Regions from separate parts of the Mus musculus genome. Here region 1 is linked to region 2. Evidence: chromatin contacts called from public Hi-C data. All regions are on one chromosome and are shown on one strand. The core of a region is the stretch at or near the end of the contact, and the rest is flanking DNA. Distances in the headings are between cores, read along the strand shown. Region 1 holds the start of Sod3 (superoxide dismutase 3, extracellular). Region 2 has its middle 37 kb from the start of C130083M11Rik.

Region 1 (4,493 bases), core at 1,381-3,880, 110 kb after region 2:
CGGTAATAAAGAGCAATGATGGAGAGGCCAGGCTTCGGAAACCGGTATTGGGTTAGGTTTTTGGGGACTTGAATCCAGAGCTTTGTGCATGCTAGGCACGAGTGCTCCCTCTGTTCTACCTTCCCACCCTTGAGAAAATTGCTTTTTTTTTTTTTTTTTTTTTTTTTTAATGGAGAGCTATGTAACTCAGATCAGCCTAGGGTTGCAATCCTTCTGCCTCAGTCTCCTGAATAGCAGGGAGCACCAGTGTGTGTCGCTGGGCCGACCTTATGATTGAAATCCTGACTTGGCCATTTGCTAGCAGTGCATCTTGACCCTGTGGTTTTCCCTTTTCTGAACCTTTTGTCCTTATCTATAGAGTAGACGAATCAAAACTATTACTATCATCAACTGTGATACTCATGATACTTTCTTGTACTATGAGAAGATTCACATAATGAAAGCAGAGTTTCTGGTGTGGCTGAGTGCAGGGTCCTCCACCCCATCCCTGTTCCACTGTACTTTCCCTGTATTTCCTTTTGCATGGGTCAACAAAGTCTTGGGGGGAGAGGGGTGGTCCCAACTAATTAGCTTGGAGTCTCATTGTCCCAGAATGCATCATGCTTAGACCATGACAAATGGTACCCAAGCCACCAGCTTTTCATCTAGGAATAAAGTTGGCTTCTAAGAAAGAAAAGAGATCACAATACGTAAGTAAGGGGACTGAATATTACAGAGATGGAGCGGGGAGGAGGAGGGCAATTTTCTCCTAGAGAGCATAAAAAATGCAAGTGAATTGAGGCTTGCCACTAATCCTAGAATCCCAGAACGAAGGAATGCTTTCCTGAGTCTTGAAGGAAATAAAATCAGGCTCATGGAAGAGAGTACCACTTAAAACAGTAGCTAGGAGCTTATGCAAGAGTTACTTCGGGGCTGGAGAGATGGCTCAGTGGTTAGGAGCTTTTCCAGAGGTCCTGAGTTCAATTCCCAGCAACCACATGGTGGCTCACGACCATCTGTAATGGGATCAGATGGCCTCTTTTGGTGGGTCTGGAGAGAGCAACAGTATACGCACATAAAATAAGTAAATAAATCTTAAAAAAAAAAGAAAGAATCACTTCAAAGACTGAATGAAAATAAGGATTTAACAAGATGATTGGAGAAGCCAGGATTTGGTAGGGTGTATGTGGGTGGTTGTGGGTGGCTGTAGGTGGTAGGTGGCTGAGGGTGGCTGGCAGCCATGGGCAGTGGGTAGTACCTGACACTCTATAAGCTCATTTGTTGAGGACAGCTACTGCCAACAGCAGATAAAAAGTTCAGGGCTGAACTGGCTTCTAGGGGACGCCACCTGAAGGAGGTTCACTGAGCTCCAGGAGGCACGCAGAGAACAGGTTACCGAACAAACTTCCCACCTGCCAGGCCTGGCGACTGGAGGTGTCAGGGGCCATTCTGTCTCTAGCTGTACCACTGATGCTCGGTTATCTTCCTAAGTGTGTGAACCACATGGGGCAGAAACTTGTGCAGCTTGGAGACTCTGGTGTGTGGTGTGGTAGGGGGCAGGTACCCAATAACCATTTGTCAAAGGAATTCAGGGGACAGACAAGCGGCAGCAAGCTGGGGATGCTTCTCTGGGAAAGAGAGCCTTTTATTTCTAGAGAGTTTCTGTGATGGACAGGAGCTCCCAACAACAAAAGAAATAAGGAGCCTGGGATTGGAGGTTCCTGGCTCCTCCAATCTGTGTAGTCTATGTAACAATCTTCCTGGGCAGGCCTCAGTTGGCAGAGTGCTTTCCTAACACGCATGAAGGCCTGTGTTTGACCCCAGCGACACACCAACGTGATAGTGCACGCCTGCAATCCCAGCATTTGGGAGCTGATGACAGGGGGATTAAAAGTTCAAGGTAATCCCCAGTTACAGATGGAATTGAAGCTAGCTTGGGTTAAATGCAACTTTGTTTCAAAAACAAACAACCCTCCTTTGTCATTTTAATACAACAGTGGCAACAATCATAATGTTATTGTCACGGTCATTGTTGACTCACTAATGTCCTTATGAAAACCAGACACTGGCTTTACTCCTTTGATTCTCATGGGGGATGAGAGCTATTATATTACAGATGCTGAGAGGGAGGTAAAGGGAGGGCTTCCAGGAGCACACGGGTAGGAAAAGGCAAGACTGAAGGCACACCACCATGCCTGCCCCACACCTTGTGTGGTAGCACAGCTCTGGAGAGAGTGTCTCACTCAGCTGCCAAGTGCCCATGTCTGTCTTAAACACATACCAACATCTAGCAAAAGAAGTCAGTAGCTGAGGGAGTCAGGGGAAAAGAAAAGGCCCTTCGAGAAAGAGACCATTGTGCCTCTTCAAACAAGACTATTTTCTTTCTCATTTCTGCTCCCCTGCTGCGTTCTGAAGGTCACTGACTGCGTCTGCACGAGCCAGGGAAGTCACGAAAGACATACTTGGCAAGCAGAACCAGCAGTGGGAAAGGGACTGGGAGGTGGGGACAAGGAGAAGATGAAGTGGGGGAGGAGGGGGAAAAGGAGGAAGAGGAGAAGGGGAGGAAGAGGAGGAGGAAGAAAAAGAGGAGGAGAAAGGAATAAGAAGGGGAGAAGGAGACGGAGTAGGAAGAGAAGGGAAAAGAAGGAGGGGGAGGAAGAGGAGGAGGCAGCAATTTTACCACAAGGGACAGCCAAGCTGGCTTTGCTTCTCTTGGCCAGCCCAATGACCTTCCTCCCATTTGCTGACCACTCCCCCGGGCTGGCCTCCCTGCTGCTCGCTCACATAACAGCCAGCTGGACAGCTCTGGGGAGGCAACTCAGAGGCTCTTCCTCCGGCCTCTAGCTGGGTGCTGGCCTGAACTTCACCAGAGGGAAAGAGCTCTTGGGAGAGCCTGACAGGTGCGTGCCAAACTGAAGTTCATTTCATTCTTTTAGGAGTGTGCTTCTTAAGTTCTGGAAACTGGGTTGGGCAGCCGGCACTGGTTAGAAAAGGTTCAAAATCATGTTTGGGGGAGAGAAACCCCATTAATGACAGGCCTGGCTTTTCTAGAGTGGGGAGTAGAGTCATGGGAAGATGGGAAGGAGGGTGGTGGGACAAAGCTTTCTGCTCTGGGCCTGCAGTGGCTGGGCCAGGAGGTCTTTCGTGCTATAAATGTCATGTATGGAAGGCTGTCTGTGGACGCTGAGGGGCTTGGGGTGGAGTTAGGGAGGATGAGCAGGGACTCTGAGGGGTCACCTGGGTTCTGTCAGCCATGGCTTACAGCAAAGGCTTCTTATAAGGAGCCACTGAGGAAGAAAATGCCTGGGGGAAGGGAGACACTCGAACAAGGAGTCTAGGTTTACCTGGAGGTGCAGAAAGATGCTCTTTTTTGTTTCGCTTCATTTCTTAAGAGAATATATATATATATATATATTTTTTTCAAGTGTTCATTTTTAGAGAAGCCCACAAACACACTCCAGTTGGATTTTGCTCTAGGCTCTGCAGGAAGAATTCCTGAAGTGAAGCCTGAGCACAGAACATTCCTAAGTGACAGCTGCCTCAGGAGAGGGTCAGAGTCCCTGTCCAGTGAGAGAGCTGGGGGCAAGATGCATGAGGCTCCTCCTGTACTTCACCCTCTCCCGCTATGCTCTAACGGCAGGGTCACACTAGGCCACATCAAAGGGGAGGGGTCTGTAGGTTTTACGTTCTCAATGTCCCCTGAGACCTAACATCTTTGTTCTTCTCAAGCCATCTCTGGGTATCCCCTCCTTCCTCGGCCTTCACAGAATCCCCAAGCTGGTGATTCTCACAGCTCCATCAACCACTCACTTCGAAATCCTGCCCTTAGCTCTTCGGTGACTATGTAACCACCATGGGAGAGACCCTCACTTCTGTGTCCCTGCTCTCTGCCCACTTGTATCCAGGTAAGCACCCACTTCATAGGGTGCTTGCCGGGATCCAAACCTCGGGACTGGGGAGATGGCTCTGTCAGTAAAGTGCTTGCTATGAGCAAGGGCCAAAGTCTGATCTGCAGAATCCATGTAAAAGCCAGGCACAATCATGGAGATTGGAGGGCTTGCTGGCCTAGCGATCTAGCTGAATCAGTGATCTACACACACACACACACACACACACACACACACACACACACACACACACATGAACTCCTCTACAGAGAGATGTACACACACAAACATACACATATATATATTCCATATATATATATTTCAAATATATATATATATTTCATATATGCCAAAAGCTTTTTAACAGCGCATGGCCCAAATATTCAACAGGTGTTGGCACTTCAGTTTTCTCTTTGAGGCCTGGTAGCAAGCTCTCCAGAGGTAGGCATGCCTGCACCTACTTGCAACTGAGAACTAGGCTCAGAGAGGAAGCAGGCCCATCTACAGCTTGCAGCTTAGCACAATTGCTACTGAGCATAGAAAGAGCAATGGCAGATAACCTCAGAGCGTAAGTGGTAGTCAAGTTTTAGATTCATGGGGTGAGTTCCCGAATCCATTCTTATAATC
Region 2 (4,755 bases), core at 2,064-4,563:
ATTCTCTCTTTTGAGACAGTCTGGAACTCAAAAGTCCTGCAAATGGGACTGGAGAGATGGATTAGTGGTTAAGAATACTGGCTGCTCTTCCAGAAGATCCAGTGTCAACTCCCAGCACCTACATGGTTCTCACAGTCACCTGTGACTCCAGTTTTAGGGGACGGAATCCTCTCTTCTGGCCTCCATGGCATCTGCTTGCACACAATACACATAGACACCTGCAGCCAAAACACTCATACACATGAAAGAAATAATTAATATTAATCTTAAATTTTAATTTAAAGCAAAATGAGCCGGCCAGAGAACTCCAGGAATTCTCCCATCTCTGCATCCCCAGCACTGAGATTATAGATTCATGCCACTGAGTTTGACTCTTTTTGTGGGTGCTGGGATTTGAACTGATGTTGCCATGCTTCGGTAGCAGGCATGTTGCTCTCCCTAGGCCAGGCCAATGTTGTATTTTTGAGTTGCTGTATGTTTTTGTTTTGTTCTCATCTGAAAGAGGGGGTAGAATGGTGGAGTGGTTTGCAAGAAGTGACCCCCACAGGCTCCTGTATTTGAATACTTGGTCCTCAGTCGGTGGTGATGTTTGGGGTGATTTAGAAGGTGTGGCATGGCTAGAGGAAGTATGTCACAGGGTAGGCTCTGAGAGCTGGAAGCCTCTCCTTTATGTTTATGTTCGAAGATGTGAACTCTCAGCCTCCTGTTTCTATTGCCATATCTGTCATAGCTCCCTAACATGATGGAACTCCCATCCCTCTGGAACTGTAAGCCATAACCAAGTTCTTTCTTCCATAACTTGCTTTTTGGTCATGGTGTTTTGTCACAGCAACCAAAAAGTAACTCATACAACTGGGTTCCAAAACATGATAGGACCGGAAAATTAGAAGTGAGCACACAAACCGCTCATGTTCTCAAGGAAATTCCGAACAAGCACGCATGGTATTTACAAGGAAAATGACGTGTCTCTGTCCGTGCTGGCAGTACAACGGTTCCAGGAAGACACTCTGCCCAATCGACTCAGTAAAGTGTAATCATTTGTAAGGGGTCCATGAGATAGCGGAGAATAGGAGGCCACTGAGAAAGGCTTAAAAGAGCCTTCCCGAGGAGCAGCCACGTACCCCTCCCCTGCTCGCCTAAGTAACACTTCCCTCGATGACACACCTCTATTTGATTCAAAGGAGAAAAATCCATTTCAGTCTGGTCTGAATTCTCCAAATTTTCACAAAATAAACATGTTAATGGTCCAAAGGGGGGGGGGGGAACTTGCACAGAAAAACAAGGGAAAAGAAAAGCGGAGGGCACCTGGGAAAGAGTATGAATATCCACGGGCGGTCACTGAGCATCACATGCTCACTAAGGGTGGCAAGGACAGTTGGGACTTCTGTCTGCAGCGTTTTATATTCAAGCAGTGATTGACAGTGCAATTACAGAAAGAAACGATATTAGCCAAGTATGAGTTCAGGGCTAGTATTTTTTTCCTCTAAAGTGTAGTGACTGATAATAACAAACAAACAAACATTCAACCTTTAATCCCAGCACTTGGGAGTTCGAGACCAGCCTGATCTACAGAGTGAGTTCCAGGACAACCAGGGCTACACAGAGAAACCCTGTTTCATAAAACAAAACAAAATAAAACAAAACAAAATTTCCATCCTTGTGGGCTTTTACATGCAAATTGTGTATTTATCGGCCAAATGGATTGGCTTTTCACTTATTGTTTAAAACCTGGTTTTCCTTCCCCTTCTTCTTCCTCTTCTGTTTTGTTTTTGTTTGTTTGTTTTAAGACAAGGTTTCTCTCTGTAGCCCTAGATGTCCTGGAACTTGATCTGTAGACCAGACTGAGCCCAAACTCAGAAGTCCTCCTGCCTCTACCTTGCTAATGTTGGGATTAAAGGTATGTACCACTACACCAGTCTCTATAATAATTGATCACGAACACGTTTCCATGGTAATAGACTAACAACCACAAGAACATTTTTACTGCCAACATCACAGTGAGAGTATTTGGCCAGCTTCTGTTATGAGACTTAATTTTCTTCTTCTTTTCTTCATCAAAAACGATGGTGTACCCCAGTTTTCTTCTGTGCCTTTAAATGCATCTCGAAGTATTTCCATGGGAAATGATGCAGATAGATGAAAGAGCATTACATTCATTTGTAAGAAAATACTCGGTTTGACTAAAGTTCAAAACAAGTAAACACACTGTGAGAGCTTGAGTTTGGTAAGAGCAGAGAATAGGGTCTGGGTCGGCAGATTTAGGGACAGGGAGCCTAGAAGTGAATAATTCTCATTCTCGTCCCTAGCCAAAAGCAAGAAATGACTTTAGTTTGTCTTTCCCGGAAGCCAGGGACACCAGAAGGGAGCTCTGGTTTCTCGTCTCTCTTCTAAATGAGCATCCCCGACTGAAGACTGTACCAGAGGATGACAGAAACTGTAGTCCACACACTGATCCTCTCTGGTGAACAGCTTGGAACCGGATCTCCAGCTTTTCAGAGACGTAATGAGTTACCCCCCAATTTCAGCTCATCTCCTAAATGATGTTACGGTCTCAGCTTTTGAGGGGTAATGTGACGGTAGTCTTGCAGGCCAGTGAGGATGAATTTCAGGGCTCTGTTGAGTTCCATTAAAAGAAATCTATATCCTCATCTCCACAAGAACGCTATCTACCTCTGGCCCACAGTGGAGACATGAAATTCTCATCTGCCACGAAGATTAGTACACTGCCAGTAAGCAAGTATGTGGGGCGGGGAGTTCTTGGTTAATAATCGATGTGGGAGGGTCGAGGCTACTGTAGTTGTTACTCTTTGTGACGGCTGGTCCAGGATTATATAAAACACTGAGTTGACAAGATCCACAAGAGCAAGCCGATAAGCAGCATCCTCTCTGGCCTGTTTCAGTTCCTGCCTCCAGGTTCCAGCCCTGACCTCCCTCCGGGAGGCCAAACTCTTGCCTCCGCGACTTGCTTTTGGTCATGGTCTTTATCACAGCAATAGAAAACAAAAAGTAAGAAAATGTCCCTATGCAGTTTCTTGTTTGGGATTGTGTGAACTTGGATAAGCTTGTGGATGCTCACCAGACTTTGATATCTCCTTTAGTTCTTAGAATCTTAAGTGTATAGGAGAGACAAGAAAAGGAGGAAAAAATGAAAGAGGAAGAGAGGGAGAGAAATGAAAAAGAAAAAGTGAGGAAAGAAGGAAAGAGGAAGGAGGAGAAGAGAGAGAAGGGGAGCGAGGGAGGGAAGAAGCATTGGGGAAGAAAGGCGGCGCCACACAGACAGCACAAACTGCGCATGCCTTTACTCCAGAGGGAAGAAGGAAGCACTAGAGAAGGGAGAAGGCTGCTCCGCAGAGACAGCATACGCTGCGCATGCCTCTTTTCAGTAGAAGGCACTTGGCACATTTTCAAGTCTTTTTATTTGTTTATCTTCCGCCAGCCCTGCAATGGAGGCTGCGTGGCCCATCACTTCGATATTTCAGTCTACTCTCTGAGCATGAGGAAGAGTTAAAACCCACACACCAGGGCAGAGTGAAGCTTGTTTACTCCAAGATTCATGCCTGGTCTTGAAAGGTATCCCCTCCCTTGCCTCACAGCCCTGATGAAAGCGGAGATGGATGCTACACCAAAGGCAATGTCAGGGTGATGCATGCAAATCGGTTTTTGCGGGGGCGGGTTGTGTCTGGAAGGCCCGCTTCTCTACCCCCACACACATCTGGATCCTGTCTGACCAGGTGACAAGCAGACAAGCTCTCTTTCTGCCATTTCTTCCTAGCGAGGTCTCCAGAGCCTCTTTTCCAGGCAAGGGTCTCATAGGAGTGCTTTCTATGCCACAACACATTTCAGTCAACCACAGCCTGTCCCAAGGGCTCTGGTATTTCAGGATGCAGATCTGTCCGTGGGATGCAGGGTTGTCAGGGTTAAAATGTTTACTAGTTATTCAGACAGTCCTGTTTCCTTCCCCATCCATCTTTCCTACAGTCATTTATTAAACCTCTCTCATCTGGGGCGGTCACACACCACAACCACTGGGAACAAGACAGGCAAGCGCTCTGCCCTCTTGGAGCGTATGTTTTGGTTGGACAGGAAGACAAAAACAAACAAACAAACAAAACAAAACAAACAAACAAACAAAAACTAAGCATGCAAATCCACACTCCATGCTGAAATTACCAGAAGTGGTTCCTCGGGATAGGTGGTTGAGAAAGAGCCTTCGGTGGGTAAGAGGCAGAGGGGACAAGTTAGGGCAATGGGAATGGAGGTGCTGGGGTTGGACTGTCTCCTGATGTAGAGTGGGGTGCTTATAAAAAGATGGAAGTCATTTTTCTTTTCTTTGATTTGGATGAGATAAGACAGGAAGGCCTCCCCCTAATGCTGGTGCTATTCTCTGGGCTTTCCAGCCTCCAGAACTGTGCACCAAATAGACTTCTGGTTTATAAATTACCCAGCCTGGGGTATTCCGTCATAGCACCAGAAAGTGGCTTACAATAGAAAGATTGATACACAGAAGTGCAGCTGTTGCTGTGACAACTACGTGAAAAATGTAGAGTTGGCTTTGGAACTTAGGTGACAGTAGAAGTGGATGATTTTGAAGGAACAGACTAGAAAGAGCCTAGGCTTGCCACGGGTGGAGAGTTTAGGGTGATGCTGGTGAGGGGTCAGAGTGTTGGCAGGAATCTGAGGAGCAGATCTTTGCTGAGATCTCATTGGGGCCCAAGAACAGGGTATTAAGAAGAGGCCACTTCTGTTGTGGATTTC

The links. A called contact is a pair of places that touch in the nucleus more often than the background predicts.
Region 1: a Hi-C map of uterus shows a contact between it and region 2, with 3 times the contacts expected there. The contact joins the promoter of Sod3 here to the enhancer-like site in region 2. A contact is called at or near these places in 3 of 484 Hi-C or Micro-C datasets (cerebral cortex, pre-hematopoietic stem cells and uterus) and 1 of 9 other capture datasets (adipose tissue).

What each region holds. Positions count from the first base shown.
Region 1 is chr5:52,361,174-52,365,666 of GRCm38.p6, forward strand. Sod3 (superoxide dismutase 3, extracellular) reads left to right here and starts at 2,631. Exons shown (of 2, transcript NM_011435.3): 1 at 2,631-2,879.
Region 2 is chr5:52,251,353-52,256,107 of GRCm38.p6, forward strand. No RefSeq gene overlaps it. Among named protein-coding and RNA genes, the nearest start is that of C130083M11Rik, 37 kb to the left of the region's middle. Within about 2 kb of position 3,314, at least 29 of the 459 cell types and tissues checked have an H3K27ac peak or open chromatin away from gene starts, as enhancers often do. A contact at or near this core is called in adipose tissue and uterus, where this site is marked.